Linked DNA regions of Mus musculus: region 1 is linked to region 2. Evidence: chromatin contacts called from public Hi-C data. All regions are on one chromosome and are shown on one strand. Each heading gives the region's core, a stretch centred on a gene start, on an enhancer-like site or on the middle of the called end of the contact. The rest is flanking DNA. Distances are from core to core; before and after follow the strand shown.

The links. Hi-C and Micro-C count contacts between places; a contact is called where the count stands out from the background.
Region 1: a contact with region 2 is called in a Hi-C map of the G1E-ER4 cell line, with 3 times the contacts expected there. The contact joins two enhancer-like sites. A contact is called at or near these places in 1 of 15 datasets of contacts at CTCF or cohesin (pro-B cells), 14 of 484 Hi-C or Micro-C datasets (the Ba/F3 cell line, the G1E-ER4 cell line, cardiomyocytes and 5 more) and 3 of 115 datasets of contacts at active chromatin or transcription factors (the 230-238 cell line and embryonic stem cells).

What each region holds. Positions count from the first base shown.
Region 1 is chr13:107,100,092-107,103,447 of GRCm38.p6, forward strand. All of the region lies in intron 4 of Gm31452 (a long non-coding RNA gene), which reads left to right. Among named protein-coding and RNA genes, the nearest start is that of Gm41051, 20 kb to the right of the region's middle. Within about 2 kb of position 1,685, at least 105 of the 459 cell types and tissues checked have an H3K27ac peak or open chromatin away from gene starts, as enhancers often do. A contact at or near this core is called in the Ba/F3 cell line and the G1E-ER4 cell line, where this site is marked.
Region 2 is chr13:106,737,167-106,740,192 of GRCm38.p6, forward strand. Gm30411 (a long non-coding RNA gene) reads right to left here. Exons shown (of 3, transcript XR_003950653.1): 2 at 1,409-1,502; 3 at 614-807. Among named protein-coding and RNA genes, the nearest start is that of Gm45940, 17 kb to the left of the region's middle. Within about 2 kb of position 1,320, at least 6 of the 459 cell types and tissues checked have an H3K27ac peak or open chromatin away from gene starts, as enhancers often do. A contact at or near this core is called in the Ba/F3 cell line and the G1E-ER4 cell line, where this site is marked.

The sequences.
Region 1 (3,356 bases), core at 435-2,934, 360 kb after region 2:
TTTTTCTGTAGAGAGAGAGAGCAGGGCAGTTACACGAGCTAGAAAGAGTTTAATTACTGATATCTGACAGCATGCCTCAAATTCACTCCGGAGATTTATTTAAAAGGCAGATATTTTACAACCTCCTACTCAGAAAATTCTTAAGTCCGCAAGGCCTAGGAATCTGCATTTTAGAACTGAGCCCTAGAGTGACCATTTAAATAGCATCATCCCCCTAGTGGTGCATATTTGAAATTGCAGATGAAGCAAATTTGTAGCAGTTTATGTTGACTTTTTCACATACATGTATATTTTATGTGTAAAGTAATATTTTACACCTATAAGGACACTGGCTATAAGTAATCTAACTTTAAGGGGTGGAAGCTCTATCACCAGTAATTATGGTGATTATGTGGAGACAGCTCTCAGAAATATTAACATGAAAATGTGAGCTTGGTAAATAGTAATTAATCGGTTATCATGATGTTAGAGAACAGTATTAGCTTTGAAACCACAGCCTGGTTGACTATTAGGGTGCTATGAAATTAGTATAATTGCAACAGTGCAGGCAAGATCAAAAGATACTGGCTTTTCCTAAATGTCATATAATGTTCACAGGGACACCTGCAGCTCAGCTCAAACCACCCAGGACAGAAGATCGACCCAGTCCCCAGGGGTGTATATTCCCCTAGCCAGGATAGAGCAAGTTCTTGTTAGAATGCTAGTAGTTTGTCATTTAGGGTTGAAAATGTCTCCTTCAGAGTCTCAGCCCACACCAGTTCTCTTACACCAGTCCCGTTGTTCCGTAGTTCCTGGGGCTCAGAGGCCTTCCACCTCCCCTGGGCTTGCAGTAGTAGATGGAAGGTCAGGGGCAAGGTAGGGGCGGAGCTCTATCTGGGAGGACATACTGTGTCTGCAAGCAGGTGTTCTGGTAGATAATTCTGGCTTTGCACTCGGTTTGTTTGTTCTCAGAGTCTCCCAGAGTTTTTCTTATACACCCACCCCATGCTTTCCCTCGTTTGGCACAGACCCACTTTTGAGTTAGAAGATTATCTAGTCCAAATCACTTTCATTCCAGATGAGGAAGCAGCTGTCACAATTGCGGAAGTTCCAGCCAGCAGCAGACAGCTGTCTGTCTGGTGCTGATATCTTGGCATGGACCAATAGGACCCTCAGGTCAACTTCTTTTCTGAAGCTATCTTTCAGCAGTTGTTTATTCTCTGATCTCCCTCTATAACAGACCTCCCATCCCTTTCCCGCTCATTGTTTGTTTGTTTTTATTTTGTTTCTTTGAATCTCTGTCTCCCCTTCATCTTGACTAGCTGTTTAATACATGAAAAACTTGAGAAAAATCAGGCTTTATTCTAAGAGAAACCCAAATGAAACCTCAGCCATCAAACCTTCACTAACTAAATTATGCAGTGTTTGTGTCACCTCCTGATTTGTTTTTGTGGGTTAAGCCTCTCAAAGGGAAAAAAGGCTCATTTGTTGCAACCCGTAGGAGAAAGACTTGGAAGGAGGAAATAGAAAACAAGAGGTAAGCTGAGCCGAAGGATCACATATCCAGCGAAAGGAATACGAAATGAGAATCTGGACATGCCCGCGTGTATTTTTCCATTTGGAAACAACGCGGTCACAACTGGTGTATTTACTGTTTCCTCTAGACTCACTTGCCCTTGGGGGTAAGTACTCTGCAAGAGACGCTAGCCTGCCCCCTAGTGGCTGCTGAGGACATGCACTCGTATCCCAGGGCTGCGGCTTGACTGTCCGCAGAGAGAAGCTGAGGAAAGTCACTCTGAGAGGGAGCAACTCTCCTGTAAATACAGTAGATGGAGACACACACTGAAAGACTGGATCCCCATGAGCCTCGATTTCATTTGCTCTGAGAAACTGTTCAGCATTCTGAATTGTCGAAGATAGATAGATTTGAATTTAATGTATGCATGATGCTTCATGCGACCAGTGTTTGATTTGTAAAACACAACAACAAAAAACCCTAATGTGAAGATTTTAAGTACAAGCGGTACCTGAATCTGCTGACCTTTCACACTATTAATTTGTGCAGAGCTTTAGCGTAGGAGGAGACAAGGATACAGAAGTTAGGGAAGCCCAGATCCCGTTCTTTGGGACCCTCTGATGGGAAGGAACACATATTTGCACATAGTTACAACACATGGCAGAGGTACAGCCAGAGAGGCGACATGTATGCCGATGTCTTATTTAATATTTATCATGAAGGTTTTTATATTGTAAATTAAGTGCATTTATCTTTTGTTATCTGAGAAGAAATCTGTAACAGTGGATTTCTGTGGCGTGCAATAAAGACCTTCCTACATAGGAGGAGAAAGTTCAGAAAGGTCAAGTAATTTGCACTCATTGAGCAGCAGAGAAATATCATCCCTGCGATTCAAATTTGGCTGTCTGCTTTTACTGTCGGCTCAATTAACTTTGACAGAGCTATACTGAGAGCCTACCCGGCACCAGCTTTGTGCTGGAGGTGTGAAGAGGAAGATGCCATTACCGGTCTTAGGGTTAGTGTCCTGCAGGGAACTAGACTGTGAAGAAAAACTTGCACTCTGTTGTGACTGATGCGGTAGTGGACATGCGCAGATTTTACCTCTGGAGCCCAGTGGCAGGCCTTCTGTCACCTGATCCCGATAACTGACTGTGAGCGACTGATTAGGAATTTGTCACTTGGCCTAAGGCAATCATATTTAAAATAGATCTAATAATGGGTATCTGCCCAGGAGGTTAGACCACTCATGGATGACAGCCAGATGTGTCAGAGACAGCAGCCAACAAGAGAAACTCAGAAAAGTCCAGAATCAAAGTAGCAAGCAAGCAAGCAAGCAAGCAAGCAAGCAAGCAAGCAAGCAAGCTGGTGTGCCCGAGCATGGATGGCATCCCTGCATTTGGGAGACAGAGACAGAAGTTTAAAGTCATCCTCAGCTACATAGAATAGTGGGGAATCAGTGTTGGGAAACATTAAAAGCAAAATGAAACAAAATAAGTGGAGGGAGCAGCTGAATTGGTAGGGAGGAAGGCAGAGGCTAAAGAGTGTAGACTGTGGGTGTGGCCCTCACATTCAAAGCTGCTTCCCTATGGGTGTGGCGCTACAAGAGCAGGCGCATACCTGCCCAGATGGACCCTGTGCGTCCTCATCGCTGCTCCCCCTCACAGTGTGAGAACGAAAATTAGACACCGGAGGTTACTGATGTTTTCATTTCTCTAAACAAGTTTCACTCGCCTGCACCAGATGTGGTTGATCACAGGTAGGCCGGAGGTTCGTGGGCAGAAAATACCTCAGGATGTATTCTCACCCCTGATTGAATGTAGGTGCGGGAGTATTCATAGGCAGGAAATACGTCTGGGTTTAT
Region 2 (3,026 bases), core at 70-2,569:
CCTCTAGCGTTTGCATCTCGGTGTCTCACTCTCGAGGGCAGCTTGAAGTAAGTACCACTGACTGAGGGTCGGGCAGCGTCTGACAGCATTTGGAGGCTGAGGCAATGGCCCCAAACATCTTTCTATGTCAGCTTGTAAAGACCAAAACCATAAAAACCACAATGAGTTCATAGGCAGGTACAAGAACTGCTGCCCAGTGGTCGGCTCTGACTCAGGCCATTTTAGACATAACAGTTCATATTGACCTTTAATTTGATGGGTCTTATGTAAAGCTTTGTGGAATTTCTTAAGATTAATGACTTGAACTGCTGGAAGCAAATTCCTCGAAACCTGGTGGAAAAGGTTCTAACACTTTTTACTTATTTATAAACAGCTGGTTTGGTTTGGTTTGGGTTGGGTTGGTTTGGTTTGGTTTGGTTTGGTTTGGTTTGGTTTGGTTTGGTTTGGTTTGGTTTGGTTTGGTTTGGTTTGGTTTTTCGAGACAGGGTTTCTTTGTGTAGCACTGGCTGTCCTGGAACTCACTTTATAGACCAGGCTGGCCTCGAACTCAGAAATCCGCCTGCCTCTGCCTCCTGCACTCGTTCACACACACTCCTCACTAACCTTTCCAGTGTAGCAGTCGTAGCCTAGCTCCCAGCAGCACGCAGGTAAATGCAATTCAATGTTCCTTGCTTTCGGATCCTCTAGACCTGAGCTGAGCTGCGTGCAGCAGTGCAGGCTTCATTGTCTAAGCGGTGGATGTCAGCATGAGCATCTGCGCGTGTCCATGCAGATTAATTCTCAACACAACATTGTCTCCGCTTGGCCCTCGGGAGGTAAGAAATTTTGCCATGACAGACCAGAGTTTTTATGCTAAATTCAGTCAATTACAACTAGGGTGTTCCACAGATTATTTCATGGGCTTCTTTGTTACTGGCACAAACACACACACACGCTCTCTATATATATGGCCTTATGTTCATAGTTATCTAGGACCTAGGGCTCAGTCCATGGGTTGCCCCACCAGAAGCTCGGGCGGTGGGCATGAGTCATTCTTTATCACTCGCACCCACTCTTCAAGACTTGGTTTTCATGACTATCTGTGGCAGCAGGAAGTGCAGCTTCTGGGAGTGCAGCTGTGGCTGCCTCAGGGCTGAAGCTGCTGGCAGCTTTTACAGTATCGGAAAAAATGCCTTCTGAGGCTATGTGTTCTTTGCAATTAACATACTTCATACAGAATATATAGTAGCATATGTGATCAGCATGACCTTGCTCTGAGTCAAGTTATTTTTTCTGTGTCCGTGACTGGCAGGCATATTACAGCAACAATATGAAACAGATGACAGGCATGGAACAAAATGGCTACAGCTATACTGGGGGAGGGGGCGGGCCTCAACAGAACAAAAGTCTGAGGTGTGCTTTTTCTCACCTGATTACAGGAAATGGCTTTTACATTCATGTGTGAAGTTGGCAGAGCCCAACACTCTTCTCCGTGCCTCATTGAGTCATAGGTCACATGGTTACTGCATTGTTGGCACCAAAAAAAAGACATTATGGGTGAGCATTAGTCTCAAAGTCACAAACACAGAAAAACAGTAGAGTGGCACCCCAGACAGGAAACACACGGCTGCATTAACCCTAAAACATATGCAAAAGTGACGTGCTTATATAACAAACACGCATACCAAGTGGTCTTTTGGCAGCTTCAAGAGTCCAGAAGTTGAGTTAGTAGGGCAACTACTAGTCTGTCGTGCAGATTAGGCTCCGAATAATCAACCATTTAAATACACTGCAACATGACTTAAGCCTTAGCTTAGCACTTCAAGAAGACTAGCCTCCCACAAGTGAAAGAAAGGATTGTAGTTTAAATGCCTTCCGATGAAAGTACTGAGTCAGCTGACCTACCTCAACCTTAGTGAGCTATATAAGCATGGCTCCTCTATCACCATTCTTTCTGACTCTGAAAAGCTCACTCTTGCTTGCAAACAACTTTTCTAATTGCTTCGACATTTCCATCTTTTCAACCATGTCTTATATAGCATTCTCATTTGAATGTAAAGTGTCTCCCACAGCATGTGTTTATGTAGTTGATCAGTGTGGTTGGATCTGGAAATTCCTAGAAGGCAGTCCTTCAGACACACCTATCAGAAATATCCTAATTAAGTTAACTGGGGCAAGAAGACCCTTTTATGAATGTGGGTGCCATCAGTTCCTGGACTTGGATCCTGAAGTGCACACAAAGAAGAAAGCCATATTGTAAGAAAAGTTCGTGAGTCACCAAAGAATGATACTCTGGACTCAAATAGTATGCAAATGCAAAGAGCATTTTATTCTGCAGAAGTCCAGCATGCTGGCATCGTCCATTACCAAGATAGAGGAACAACAAAGTGATTTAAAGCAGGTCTGATTTAAAGCACATTAGGGGATTCAAGGGTAGGGGCCTTTGTCTTACTCCAACTCTAGGAATATTCTATTACTGGGGTATTGGGACTGGAAACTGTTGCTGGGCAGGTCTGGAAACTGTTGCTGAGGAAGTAGCTGAGGAAGTCAAAAAACTATTGCTAACCCATTGTCCTTGTTTCAGGCCCAGTGGCAGGGCAGCTCCTGAAGGCAGGACTTGCCTGGACTTGCCCATTTCTTGGAAACAGAGATTTAGGCCTCCATCTCTTGAACTGCCAATTTAAAGCCTGTCATGGAGTCAGCCTAGCCTTCTCAAGCCAAACAGGAGTGTGTCATCACTTTCTGCTTCCTGACTGTGGAGGAAACAGGACCAACCTCTCAGGATTCTGCGACCATGACTTCCCCACCATGACTGGAGGATTCCTTCAAACCATAAGCCAGAAGAAACATGTCTTTCCTTAAATTGCTTCTGTCAGGTAGTCCATCACACCATCAAGAGAAGTGATGACTACAGTTGGCAAATAGCAGATCTGTTTTGGGTGGTGTGGGACCTTTTGGATATAGGGCCTGGCTGTCAGATATAGAACTGTACAGGAGTTAGAAAGTTATAGATTGGCTTTGCTTTGGGAGTGATCTCTCTGACTCCT